Regions from separate parts of the Triticum aestivum genome. Here region 2 is linked to region 1. Evidence: chromatin contacts called from public Hi-C data. All regions are on one chromosome and are shown on one strand. The core of a region is the stretch at or near the end of the contact, and the rest is flanking DNA. Distances in the headings are between cores, read along the strand shown.

Region 1 (7,311 bases), core at 3,042-5,541:
CCTTCAGGGCTATGCGATCCGAATTGTGTCCTGATGTATGTCCTCTAGTAGGTGCGAGCGAAACTGGAGCACATATGCATTGATGCATGCACAAGCGACAAATCAGCTTACCTCTGAAAAGCTTCACAAGTTGGTCTATGTCCGATACAATCTTAACCTGCGGTTCGAACAATCTAAAACAGATAAGGAAGAAAAGGATGGCAAGGGGAAAAAAGAGCTCGATCTTTGCAGATTGATGATGGATGTTGCACTATATGATAAAGAAAACCCTATCATGGATTGGCTGAAAAACCCCGGGAGTGCATCCTTGACTTCACTGGATGAAAAAGATGAATGTGATCTCCCTACACCATCTAGGGCTGTGATTGGTATGTTATGCAAAGGGAAATCAAGTGAAGATGTCCTTGACAAGCCAATCGGGGTTTTGGAATTGAAGAGGAACTGCACCCTCTCCAGCAGGAAGCAAAAGAGGAAAAGGGGGGAGATGGCTACTGATAATAATGGTTCGTTGCACGGAATGTCTACTAGGAAAAAGACGAAGGATCTCTCCAGCCTCTAGCCTTTTGCTGGCAGGAAATTCTGTTTAGAAGTTGCCAGCAAAGCGGGTTGCTATTCATGTTAATATTCAATTTCTCTGTTCTACTTCAGCAAGTATTAAATGATCTATCTAATTCAAGTGTCAACCTAACACTCATGACAGTTTTGTTGACTTCCTCTTTAGGTTAATCTGTCCTGGATAACCTTTGGATGTTGTGAATGGTGGCTATTCAGATGGATCCAACATTAGCTAAGAGCTGGGGTAGAACGGATGGCCAGTTCTGAAGCACAAGAGCCTGAAATCCAAAACATGGGGTGTTAGATCTTAGGGTTGTGATCTCTTGCTGATTTCGAACTCCAGATGCTGCATGCCAACTTGTGATTTTTAATGACCTCTCTGATCTTCTGCCTGTAGTAAGATGCTATGTTAGGTACCTTTTGAGAAATGTTCTAATGCTCGCTGGTTATCTAGTTTAATTTCCATGATGACTGTCGTTCTGCGTGCTCTGCTGAAACATTGTGCGCCTTTGGAATCTCTGATCGATGGTGCCAAAAGGAAGTATATCTATAGGCATAAATGTTTCTTCAATCCCCTTTTCTTGTCACTAACGTGGGAATTCATGTGCTTTCAGAGCGACCGTTCTCCCTAAAGTTTGCTTCAATAACATATACAGTAGATTATTTGTTCGATTGTTTTCCACTTTACGCCAAGAAAAATATGCAGCAACACAATCCAGTAGCATTGACAAAACTGTTAAAAAAAGAATTTGTCATAGATATCAAGTGGTAATACAAGAGCAGATGTACATATGCACAGCCATATCACTTCACATGGGGAGGGAGAGGGATGCTGGCTTCGGGTCCAAAAACTGTACACAACACAACCGAGCCCAACATCCTACATACAGTCCAATGATCAAAGGGAACCCATGTCTAACAATTGCATGCTTCGCGTTAGCCGGAATCTTGTGTTCAAGAGACATTGCCCCCAAAGATCAAGCTCCAAGCAGGGAATCATCAAGAAACACCAACCTTGCTGTTCTCAGATCCGGGTTCATTTTAGTCTTCAAGAAGGATCAACTTTGCCGATGGTGGCACCGATCTTCGCCAGTGTGGTGTACAAACCCTACTATGTGTCTGGGTGTCACACTCTTCAAACCAAAATCGGAATGTTAAAGCTTGCGCCAAACTCCATTCATGGGAAACTCATGTAACTGTTGACTAACGTTTTCACTGGGATCACAACGGTCTTGCTGAGCACAAACAGCACAAGGGTTAGCTCGAGCATCAGGATCGTGTTGAGGAATGTCCGGTCGACAATCCAACCGTATAGTGTGATGCCCCCAGGGTTGGTTAGCAGATAGAGCACTGCAGTGCACAAGTGTAGAATAAAATGCATGAGCACTGTATGAAGGAAAATAAAACATTATGCATGTACTGCTAGCATAAAAAAAAAGATTTAGCGACACAACTTGAAGGAAGCTTTAAAGCGAGGTTTATCAATGCAAAATTTAAAGGAAGCATTAGCTTACTAACCAAGCGATTCTCTCTTGTGGTATGAAGACATATAAGATGCCAATTGAGCTGTGTTATGAGAATTGCCTTGCATTGAGCCACTTTCCATAGACTCCAAGTCACTTTCCGAGTAATCTCTCAGAAACATATGCGCTGGAAAGGGCACAAGGTTCCCAGAATCATTTGGGGTGCTCACGTATGTAGAATCACTCGAGCATGTCGCTAAAGCATGCCATCGACTAGCTATTGCGGCAATGTTTTGAGCTCTGTGAGAAATTTTAGCAGCTCCATGTAAACAAAGGACAAGGCCTACAACTTGAACAACTGAAGATACCTGCAGCAGAAAATTTATGATCTGATATTATTTACACCACATACAGAAGGGGAAGTTTATGATGTTTTTGGAATAAACGAACATATGGTACTCACAGCTATATCACCACCATTGGTGAAATTGATTGGCCCGTTGTATGCTGTTGTCTTGTAAAGAATGGCGAACTGGCTTGCTGTAACAGAAAAGAAGAGCAGCAAAAGGAACATGCGGAACCTGTGACTGATTTTGGAGAGATTATGGCGGAGCTGCAGGTGCTCTTTCAAATAGACTAGAGGATCCGCGTCTTGCTCTACAACTTTTCCGTAATCATCAAAGTGTATAACTTGTAGATTGCAAACCAAGTTGAAAAGCATGCAGGAAGACAACACAATTGTGGTCAAATACATCCATGACATGATGGAAGCAAATAGCACAATGCATGACCTCCAAATTGACTGATGGAACATGTGGGAAAAGCGGAACATCTCTCGAGTGACCTTCACAGCAAGGCATGGCAATATCCACCACATAAGTGTTCGGAAGAAGTCCTGTCATTGGGGTCGCAGCACTTGTCAACACAAAAATCGAATGACAAAACTCATACACATTATGAGTGATGAATGAATAATGTTTGCAGTCCTAGTCACGGAATTTCATAATTCAAATTTCCACTAGAAATAACTAAACCTATGACTAGTAGAGACTAATCAAACAGACATGTGGCACAAACACAAACCTGCCAGTGCATGACTGCAACACACCCATGGCCCCGCTCACATGCGGACACAAGCAGGCACATGCTGACATGCATATACTACAACATATATAACCGAGAATCGATCACCTCGACCCACCCTCAAGTAAGGACAGGCCCATGAATCCAGGGCGGCAGAAATATATATTAAAAAAAGGATCCAGACAGGAGGTTTCAGATTTTCAGTAGGTTAGCAGATGGGCTGCAACAAGGAAACCTCCTGAATCTAAGCACCATCTTACATCCACAGTCTCAAGACTCCCAATGTATTGTTTCTTCCTAAATCCATGCACAACGCAAAGCAATCATATGCTCCCTGATTTCACTTAATTTATCATTCAGTTGCACTATGTTTCGACAAAATGGCGCGGAGCACGGTTGCACTTGATCATCTACTAGTCAGTATAACAAGAAATTCATCCGGCTGCTCGCTTTGAAGATGAATCCAGACAAGTTCCTTGCCTCATTTCACAGCTAAATCAGGATACCAAAGCTCTCACAAAAATTCCCCCAATCAACGGGCCATATGGAAAAGTTACTACTAGGCATTCGTCCGCAAGTCATGGAAGCACACGCCAAAATTGAGCTCTGCGAGACAGCACCTGGATCCTGACGACGTACTCCTTCTGGAAGCGGATCCGCATGCCAAGCTCCGGGTCAACGAAGAGGAACTTGCGGAGGCCGTACATGGCCATCTTCCGCGACACGCAGGCGACGGCGACGGCCGCGGCCGCCGCCTGCGACATCATGACGCACACCTCGAACATCTCAACCTCGAAGTCGTCGCAGACCCGCTCGTGCTTGCGGCATGGGGAGAGGCTCACGGCCATCGCGGGCAGCGCGACGCCCACCACCGCCAGCGCGGACGCCGCGAAGGCCACGCCGAGAGGGGTCGAGGCAGAGAGCCCCGACACCGCGAGGAACGCCTCGAGCCGCCGGAGCCACCGCGCCAGCGGCGCGTCTGCGTCGGCGCCGGAGCCGGCGAGCGAGAGCAGCGGCACGGAGATCGCCAGGTGGTTCTCCGACAGTGGCCGATTCGGCGGCCTGCTTAGTGACGGAGGCAGCGGCGGCGGCATAGGCGGCGGGGACGGTGCTCCGGCGAGGCGGTCGCCGTTGGCCATGAGGGCGGGAAAGGGGAGGAAGGAGGGGTACGCCGCACAGGTGTAAAATGCCGGCGGTTGGAAGGCGGGGACGAGGAAGTGGGCCCTTTTATTCTGCTCGGGGGCACGTGGGGCCGCACTGGTGAGCGGCGAGCCCACATGTCGGTGGGGGGCAGGTGTTTTTTTTTTACAGAACGGTGGGGGAGCAGGTTGGAGTGGCGAGGGAGCGAAGAGATCTGTGCTTTGGGTATCTCCGGTGTTGCGTGCGACGCCGGGGAAGTGAAGGGACACGTGGCGGGGATCCCAGGACGGTGTAGGTGCCTTTGCAAGGTGCCTTTCGATTTGCGTGTGAAGGATGCCAGAAAGGTTCCACATGGCTGGCTACGGTTCGTAGCCTCACGGACAGGGAGCAAAATCGAATTTTATTTTACAAAACTACCTAAAATCTCAGAGGAATACGCATTTTTTATATTGTACTTTCGCCGTCTCCGGGTTTATTAGACTCCTTCGTACTTTGAATCAAATTTTAACTATTTACTCCATCCGTCCACGAATAAATGTATATCTGCATCAACTTTATAGAAAAAAATAACAACATGACACTAAATTAGTATCACTAAATTCATTTTAAAATGTACTTTCATAATATGTCAATTTGATTTCATATATGCTACTGCTTTTTTCTAAAGTTGATCAAAATTAAAAATATTTGACTTAACACAAAAGGTAGAAGTACTTATTCATGAACAGAGGGAGTATATAACTAACAACATATGATTTATATTATGGAAAATGATTTTAATCAGTCGGCCGATCTAGCGTAGGGCGTCCGCCACCTCCCTTGCTCAACACGTGGTCTACATGAGCACATCTCTCTTTCTCATCTCATCTCTGCAACAGCGGTGGTGTTGTAGAATGGTGGCAGCGGACGACGACTGTGCAAGTGCGAGACACGACCGGAGATGTTGTTGCAATTTTTGCAACATAGGTCTTGTTGCAGAAAATTAGATGTGTCGGATATGAGTTTACAACTTCTACAATAAGAGTACTGTTGCAGAAAATTAGAGAAAAAGATGTTTGCGCAACATGAGTCTTGTCAGGAAATTAGAGAAGAGAAGGTTTTACAATAAGGATTGTGTTATAGAAAATTAGAGAAGTGAAGGTTTTGCAACAAAGGTCTTGTTGCAAGAGGAACGATATGGACATGCTGCATCAACAAATCGGACGGGTGGCGGATTTCGCCGACCGACGTGTAGCACGCCCCTTATAGTATGCTATAAAAAGTCTATGGTTGAATTTTTATTCGAAAGAAGATTCTAATCATGTAATTTTTGTGACATATAAATCATAAAATTCCGTTGCATTCTCGTTGCACTTCCCTAACAATTGATTGCTAGGGCAAACTCTGTTGGGGAACGTAGCAGAAATTCAAAAATTTTCCTACGCGTCACCAAGATCTATCTATGGAGAAACCAGCTACGAGTAGAAGGAGAGTGCATCTACATACCCTTGTAGATCGCTAAGCGGAAGCGTTCAAGTGAACGGGGTTGATGGAGTCGTACTCGTCGTGATTCAAATCACCGATGATCAAGTGCCGAACGCACGGCACCTCCGCGTTCAACACACGTACAGCCCGGTGACGTCTCCCACGCCTTGATCCAGCAAGGAGAGAGGGAGAGGTTGAGGAAGACTCCATCCAACAGCAGCACAACGGCGTGGTGGTGATGGAGGAGCGTGGCAATCCCGCAGGGCTTCGCCAAGCACCATGGGAGAGGAGGAGGAGGGAGAGGGGCAGGGCTGCACCAACGAGAGATCAAATCGCGTGTTATGGGCAGCCCCTAGGCCTCATATATATAGGGGAAGGGGAGGGCTGCGCCCCCTTTAGGGTTTCCCACCCCAAGGGGCGGCGGCCAGCCTCCAGATGGCATCTGGTGCGGCGGCCAAGAGGGGGGGAGGAGTCCATCCTCCCCAAGGCACCTCGGAGGTGCCTTCCCCCTTGAGGACTCTTCCCTCTAGGGTTCCCTAGGCGCATGGGCCTCTTGGGGCTGGTGCCCTTGGCCCATGTAGGCCAAGGCGCACCCCCTACAGCCCATGTGGCCCCCCGGGGCAGGTGGCCCCACCCGGTGGGCCCCCGGGACCCTTCCGGTGGTCCCGGTACAATACCGATGACCCCGAAACTTGTCCCGATGGCCGAAACAGGACTTCCTATATATAAATCTTTACCTCCGGACCATTCCGGAACTCCTCGTGACGTCCGGGATCTCATCCGGGACTCCGAACAACATTCGGTAACCACATACAAGCTTCCTTTATAACCCTAGCGTCATCGAACCTTAAGTGTGTAGACCCTACGGGTTCGGGAGACATGCAGACATGACCGAGACGTTCTCCGGTCAATAACCAACAGCGGGATCTGGATACCCATGTTGGCTCCCACATGTTCCACGATGATCTCATCGGATGAACCACGATGTCAAGGACTCAATCGATCCCGTATTCAATTCCCTTTGTCTATCGGTATGTTACTTGCCCGAGATTCGATCGTCGGTATCCAATACCTTGTTCAATCTCGTTACCGGCAAGTCACTTTACTCGTTCCGTAACACATCATCCCGTGATCAACTCCTTGGTCACATTGCGCATATGATGATGTCCTACCGAGTGGGCCCAGAGATACCTCTCCGTTTACACGGAGTGACAAATCCCAGTCTCGATCCGCATAAAACAATAGATACTTTCGGAGATACCTGTAGTGCACCTTTATAGTCACCCAGTTACGTTGTGACGTTTGATACACCCAAAGCACTCCTACGGTATCCAGGAGTTACACGATCTCATGGTCAAAGGAAGAGATACTTGACATTGGCAAAGCTCTAGCAAACGAACTACACGATCTTTGTGCTATGCTTAGGATTGGGTCTTGTCCATCACATCATTCTCCTAATGATGTGATCCCGTTATCAACGACATCCAATGTCCATAGCCAGGAAACCATGACTATCTGTTGATCACAACGAGCTAGTCAACTAGAGGCTCACTAGGGACATATTGTGGTCTATGTATTCACACGTGTATTACGATTTCCGGATAAT
Region 2 (7,311 bases), core at 3,172-5,671, 430 kb after region 1:
TTTCACTAGTGATGGCCTAGACTGCTCGGTCTATGGTTATCTTGTAGCTGAGATCAAGACACTTATGAAAGACTGGAAGTTATAAAATAGAGTTGAAGATCGTCTGACATATTATAGACTAATTGAGTGTAGAAGTGATGTGTGACTACACAAAGACGCACCTTGTATTAAGAAGCTTACAAAATAAGAGTTGGAGATTGTCCGGCATATTATAGCTAGCTGAGTGTAGCACTGATAGTCACATAGGTCCACCATATATTGAAGAGCTAGTGCCTCTTGAAATTATTTTGGAATAAAACTCTCATATTCCCACCCACAAAAAAGATCACAGAAGAACTTTATAATTCCGCATACGAGCATTATCGTGTATTCATCGTACTTCTGTTTGGAACACAAAGTTGCTTCTAGTCTGAACACAAAGTTGCTTCTAGTCTAGTACTAGAAGCTACAGCACGAGAGATATTCCCCTCATAATGGTAGGAGAAATTTGATGACTACAAAGTGAAGATCCACGAGCCTGAGTTGATGGCGCCGATCATCACTTCCACAGAAAATCATGCGACTCACAGATCTAGCAAGAAGCACTTATTACTCGTTTACGGTACAAATATCCATATGAGTGGCGTATGCCATGGTTACCAGGAAGGAGGTTACAAAGAACATATGAGAACAAACTTCGTTCTGCCTTTGGACATCAAGCGATCATATCTGTACTTCACAACATCAGTAACTCACGAGCTGGCATGCCATCCCATCCCGTCTTCCTAGACACCCAGAGAATACAGACACAACAATCCGGCAAAGGATGGACAGGCAGCAGAAGGAGTTCAGGCATAGGCCACGCAACCAGGGGACATGAAAGCCTAATTGAGAAAATCTTTCATAGGATCGTCGTGGCGGACTCTTGTCATACGGTAGGCCTCCATGTCTTCCGCAGTGACCTCGTCATTCCACTTCACATTGTACTTTCTCTTTCTTTCGTCCATCTCTTCCTTCTTCCTCTTTGCCTCCTATAGAAAAAGTAACAGAACTTTAGCACCAGCAACAATGATGAATCAACAAACAAGAAATATGCAAAGGTGGATGAATAAGAGATGCTAACCTTCTTTAAGGATTCCTCAAGCAACTTCTGGTCGAGAACAAGATCCTGAGGAATATCTGTTCCCCAAGTGGCTAGTTTCTTTTCTTCTTGTCGTACAGGTTCCTCTGCACCAAGTAATTCAAGTTAACTTAGATGTTCACGACCATGGTGGAGTAACACCTCAGTTGATTTATAACAGTATAAATTAGGCTAACATGAATAAACTGAAATCTGGGACTACTTTCTTAAGAACTAGACAAGTTTCAGATAAATAAATAGGAGAACCACCTTCTTCTCTCATAAAACAGATCGCTGTTCAGTTGACTATAGCGTGACCTAATATTTAATGCAATTTGGTGCTTTTTTCAACAGCAATGGTTTTATCCTATGACTATGCTAAAGATACGATGTCACGACTTTTTCCACTTTAGAGTGCAACATTATATCTATGGATGCACAAATATAAGCCAAAATAATTTCTCAACACACCTTCGGCAGCCTCCTTGCGGGCCATATTTTCCCTCATCAAATCAGCTGATGCTTCAGCAGCCTCGATTCCAGCAAGGCCTGTGCAATAACTATTTTTAATAGTCTGCTTGCAGCACTTATAGCCCCATTGATGATCTTTCCACCATGAACCCCACACTGTTGTGTGGTTATTAATTAGGACATCCTCTTCATATTTGCTCTTAGGAAGAGCTACATCCTGTAGAATAATTTTTTTCTATACATTAGACCTCAAGACTGAGAAATAGTGTGAACAATTTAACTAGAATCATAGCATCCAATCTTAACCGTGGTAACAAAATAGCTGGCATCAAGTAAAAGAAAATGCAGTTCTAAATTTATTTTAAATGACAAAGCAATAGCCAATACTATATGGTAGTCACAACTGACATGAGAGCCCTGGAAAACTACATAAACAACATTTTATTTTGAGAAGTTTAGGAGACACATGGTTAATTTTTGGTATCCGATGACACCCATCGCTTACGACTGCATATTTCAAACCTCAAGAATAACATCATCTTTCATGCAACCGGCTGCAGTTAGCTGGCCTTCTCAGGTCTAGGATTGTACAGTGCATATAAAATTATCTATAGTGAAACCATAGGGTGCTGTATATGGTGTGAGGTCAAGAAAATAGTCACACTCGCACCATATAATTGATGTGAATCTTCAAAACATTATAATCAAAACACAACCTCACATCACAGTAACAGAAGAACAGCAAATGATTATAAAGGTATATAATTATTAATGCACAGCACTCAGTATTTATGTACCAACCTGTCCTTTGATTATGCGACCAGTCCGGTCATACTCAATCTCTTTTTCACTTTGCCCAAGAAGAAGCTCACGAGGGATTGGTTCGTCAGATGCAGCATTCCCATACTTCTCCATAATTTTGTCCTTGCTTTCAGATTTCAACTTCTCCTTCTTGATCTTGAAACTCTTGTACAGTAGTTCAGCTTGAGATGGAGCTGCTTGCATATGGAAATCCTGCCCCTTGTCAAAAGCCTCCCATGCATGGACATTGAGTTGCTTGAACTCAAGAGCTTGTCCACTAAGTCTATTTTGGTTATCACCCTGCATCATAACAATATATCAGAATACTGAAGCTGATAGCATAGCCAAGCGGAGATTTGACGGAACTATGAACAGTGTAAGAAATTTAACTTGTATGTTCTCTATCACTTACCACATAGAATTTATCATTGGGGTCTGCATCTGGCAAAGGATCCTCACGCATCGAGCGGGTTTTTGGATCATAATATGCAGAGTTCACATCAAGATTCAGAAGATACTTTGCAGTGTCTTCTCTGATACGCAAATTCCTGTGAAGATCAATAATAAACATATGCATCAGAACCGATTCTTCATACATCTCAGGTTCACATGACCTAATATAATCTAGAATTTTGAAGGGACAACATTTGTTTCCAACAAGGACATACCTAACAGTTCCAGTGCTTCCACCGCCTGTTGTGCGCACACGCTTCTCTACCTTAGCAAAATCCATTTGAGCGCTCTCATCAACTTTAGCCTCATCTATCTTCAGGCCATCTTCTTCATCCTCTTCACTGCCCACATTCTCACCATCCTGCTCACCATCCTTCTCCTCGAGCTTCTTGAGCTGTTGTTCTTTCAGGAACTTTTTCCTGGCCTCTTCTCTAGCTTCATAATCTTGGATAACACGAGTGTAGGTTGATGTGTCATAACCATTCCAACGGTCACGCTTGCCATCATAATCAAGCTCAAACGACTCGACTTTCTCATCTGGTGCTATATTCATATTGGTATATTTAGCTCCAACATTCCGAGGTCGATCCATGCATGCCTTCTTATTGTGAGTCATGGCTCCACAGCTGAAATATCAAGAGACATTATCTGTAAGAAATGCTTCACTACAGAGTCCAAAGAACATTCATGCTAAGTACTTTAGGACTTCATTATGAAGTCGCGGTAAGGACTAACAAGAAAATCCACATAACGATGAGCATCAGTGCTGGACGAAAACTAGCAGCATGAGATGAACACCGCACTTACTTTTCGCAAGCGCCTTTTCTGTATTTGTTGGCCTGGAAAAGCCTGGCACCCCTATCGTACCACGCTTTTGTGTAATTCGGATCCGACTTCCATTTCCGCTGATGCTTCAAACTCTGAAACCCATCCAACCAACAAATCAGGGATCCACTAACCAAATCATCCCACACCGCAAAAACTAGAATTTTAATAGGGCACAAAACAACTTACCGGCTTCTCGGCGTTGAGATACCATGGGGCCGAGGACATATACTGCGGGATGTGAGGGTTAATCTCGTTTCCATCCTCGTCGACTTCGGCAGGGGCGAGCCCCGCCTTACGCGCCTCCTCAAGCTCGAGCTGCTTCCGGTGGTCCTCACGAGACTTGAACGATACTGCCATAAACGCAAAAATCACACAGCTAAGATAACTGTCGACGGTAATCCGACACCCCGATCAGAAATTAGGCAACGAAAAGCCCTCGCGGCTCCCAGCGAAACCCTAATTCCCTTCGAATCGAAACCGATTATGCCGCAGAATATGTCCCCGGATCTAAAATCGGAGAGAGTCCGCGCGGTTCACGATGCGAAATCCGCACCGGCGAGAACCGAAATAGGGTTAGGGTTTCGGGAAGATCGACTCACCTGAAGCGGTCGCCATGGCGCCTGCCTCTTCTAGTCTCGCCGGCGCTACGCGGCGGCGGCGACGAACGGCGCCGAGATAACGAGAGACGACGAGGAAAGAGAGGAACGCACCCAAACGAATTTGGAGGATTTTTTTTCTTTTCTTTGCGGTGCCAGTTATTATGCGTGGCGGCTAACCCGCAATGGTCCGACTCGGAAGCCGGGAGCCCACGGTGGTTACCGCCATAGTGAGAAACGTGGACCGTCAAAGCCCAGTAATCCATCCCGGCTCGTTCGGGGCTAGGGAAGAGCCCACAAAGGCCCAACTGCGGCGCCCCAACCCCACCTTCCGCAACGACCCACACAGATAGGACTCGCCGGCTGCTTCGCCGTCCCCTCGCCGTCGCGTCGCGCACAGGCTCTGAAACCCTACGCACCAAAACCGGCCACTCCCAATGGCGGCCGCGACGGCGACCGCTGCCGCACCGGCCGTGTTCGCCCCGGCGCTCGTCTCTCCCCTATCGCGCCGCGCCTTCTTCCCGCTCCCCCGTCGCGCCGGCCAGCCCGCCATCCCTCGGTCGCTGCGGTAATCCCGTACCACCTCGCCCTTTTTCTCTGTATTTTATTGAGGATTTACGGCTGGACGCGATAAATCCTTTTAATTTTTGCCGGGAACTGAAGGCTCTTGGCGTCGGCGTCCCCGAGGAGATGCGGGGTGGCCGTGAATGCGGCGGCGGCAGGGGCCGCTGACTTCAGCGACGATGAGAGCTCTTATGAGGTAGACGCTGAAATGGGCTACATGACCAGATTTCTGTCTAATATTGTGCACTTGCTGAACCTGTGTTTTGATTTTCTGCTGTTTCGGTGTTAGATTCTGGGCATTACCCCACTCGATAGCTTCGACAACATGAAGCTAGCATACAAGAGGAAGCGCAAGGAAGCAGAGGAGACAGGAGATGAGGACTTCTTGGCCAAGGTTACGCGCTGTATTGAAGATTGACTGATTGTTTGATTTTGGCTTGCACGCCTTATTAGTTTTGTTGTGGTGCACTAATAATGGTGGAGCTATTGGGATTTCAGCTGGAGAAAGCGTATGACACTGTGATGATGCAGCAGCTGCAGTATAGGAAGAAGGGGGTCACATATGGATCGGTTCAGGTTGGCTGTTATGGCATGCATGGATACTGATTTTTCATAATTGGGACATTCACAAATTACAAGATTCACATTGCATTTGTTCCATATGTAGATGTTTTAGATATATCCTATTTGTAGAAGGATAGAATGGAGTAACTAGACATATCCTATAGAAGGCATTGTCAGTCAAAGGTACGGTGCGGTTATAACTGCATTGTAAATATCCTAGGAAATGTACAGATGGATAGACTTGTAGGTTGAAACCATCTAAGTCCTTTCCTACTAATGTTCTCCACTTAATATGATTTTCTTCATTACTTGTCTCATTTACTTTCTGAATGTCAGGTATCAAAGGATATGTTCTCCACTTAATATGATTTTCTTCATTACTTGTCTCATTTACTTTCTGAATGTCAGGTATCAAAGGATATCAAGTACGCTGACAATCAACCAATAGTTCCTTGGGGACCTAGGTACATTTAAAAAGTTCAATATAAGGAATTTCTGTTTCCTTTTTCCGTCGACATTATTTTTGTGGGTTCACTTAATTTTTGTGATACACGTTATGAAAATGGCAAATTCATTCTCTTTATTACCCATGAACATCGTCATGAGAATGTTACTGGACAATTTTAACTCAGCAAGTCAGCATGATAAGCAGGCCTATCCCACAAGCGTGCATTGCCCTGTTTAATTCAGCCTTCTCCATGTTCATGCGTTTAATTTGATACCAAGGACCAATACTCTTATTCTGTATGGGCAGCACAACTTTTTTGTGACAAGGATATGTGCACCAAGCACTTGTAATTTGAATTAAACAGCAGCATGCATGTGAAGTTAATACTATTGATAAACTTATGCATCTTGCAGACCCTCCAAATCAGCAGTACAGGATGTGCGCATAAATATGGCAATATCAGCAGCAATTGTATGATCTTAACACATTCCTAGCTATTACTGGTCTATTCACTATCATGTTTTTATGCTTTTCAGTGTCTACTTTCTGGTTATTGTGACTATCACGTCGATATGATTATTCTCATAACAAATTAGATTGATTTAAAGTTACCAACTCTAAATATACTTAGGATAAGTTGTAATGCTTGAGCGTGCATTTGAAATTTCTGCATGCATGTTAATTTAGTGTTGTTATCAGTTAAGAAGTTACACCATCCTCCTAGTTAAAAGCAGATGTCGTATTAGCCTAAAAGTCTGGTGTTCAATACTTCTCATTTTGTGTTCTTCGGGTAATGTTTCCATTAAAATGCCCTTCTTAAGTATTGAATGCTATGAATTGCCTCTCTGAATGTCTTCACCGAAGTCTTTGTCTAAATGCTCCTATGTCTCCCTGGCCAATTTATTAAGGCCTAACATATAAAAAACTAAGGTGTTGACACTTTCCTCATCTTGTGTGCCCAAAGTTCAAATGCATCTATTTGGGCAAATGAAATTATGTTTATGGATATTTATTCGTTGACTAGAAGTGTATCTTTATTTTGCAAAAGATGTTAATTTCAGTTATATTGCAGGTTGTTTGCATTGCTATCATCGGTAATGCAGACTGGAAGCCTTTGCAGTTCTTGTGTTTTGCTTTCTTCTACAGAATACTTCAGAAGCTGAGGGTTACTGAGCCACCAATAACTCCAATATATAATGTGAGACCATTTCCTAGTCACTTACTAGCCTATAGTTAGCACATTACTGTACGGTGTTGAACCATTGTTGTCTGCGTGCATTTTATATGTATTCAGGAGTTTAACATAATCACATTTTCTGGTGCTTTCTGCAGGAGTATGGTGAGGTTGAGGGAAGAGGGGTACGAATGGCAAAACGTGTATTCCGCGCTTTGGGTTTGATATTTGGATGTGTATTCGCTGCGTCCCTGGTCAGTGGTGTTATCTTACACAATGCATTGCCGCTAGATTCTTCTTGGGTTTTCCTGCT

Evidence for each region. Hi-C and Micro-C count contacts between places; a contact is called where the count stands out from the background.
Region 2: a Hi-C map of leaf shows a contact between it and region 1, with 4 times the contacts expected there. The contact joins the promoter of LOC123147479 here to the promoter of LOC123147476 in region 1. A contact is called at or near these places in 2 of 5 Hi-C or Micro-C datasets (both in leaf) and 1 of 1 datasets of contacts at active chromatin or transcription factors (leaf).

Annotation. Positions count from the first base shown.
Region 1 is chr7A:447,343,017-447,350,327 of IWGSC CS RefSeq v2.1, forward strand. It overlaps LOC123147476, which reads right to left and starts at 4,292. Exons shown (of 4, transcript XM_044566728.1): 1 at 3,722-4,292; 2 at 2,482-2,913; 3 at 2,074-2,386; 4 at 1,292-1,905. The coding sequence starts at 4,240. The coding sequence ends at 1,733. LOC123147477 reads left to right here. Exons shown (of 4, transcript XM_044566733.1): 3 at 1-503; 4 at 722-1,126.
Region 2 is chr7A:447,776,108-447,783,418 of IWGSC CS RefSeq v2.1, forward strand. LOC123147479 (pre-mRNA-splicing factor SLU7) reads right to left here and starts at 4,422. Exons shown (of 9, transcript XM_044566737.1): 1 at 4,252-4,422; 2 at 3,839-4,002; 3 at 3,632-3,744; 4 at 3,040-3,450; 5 at 2,784-2,919; 6 at 2,372-2,671; 7 at 1,571-1,787; 8 at 1,103-1,206; 9 at 573-1,010. The coding sequence starts at 4,267. The coding sequence ends at 864. LOC123147480 reads left to right here and starts at 4,529. Exons shown (of 10, transcript XM_044566738.1): 1 at 4,529-4,816; 2 at 4,912-5,008; 3 at 5,102-5,206; 4 at 5,311-5,388; 5 at 5,785-5,840; 6 at 6,238-6,295; 7 at 6,897-7,022; 8 at 7,157-7,252. The coding sequence starts at 4,686.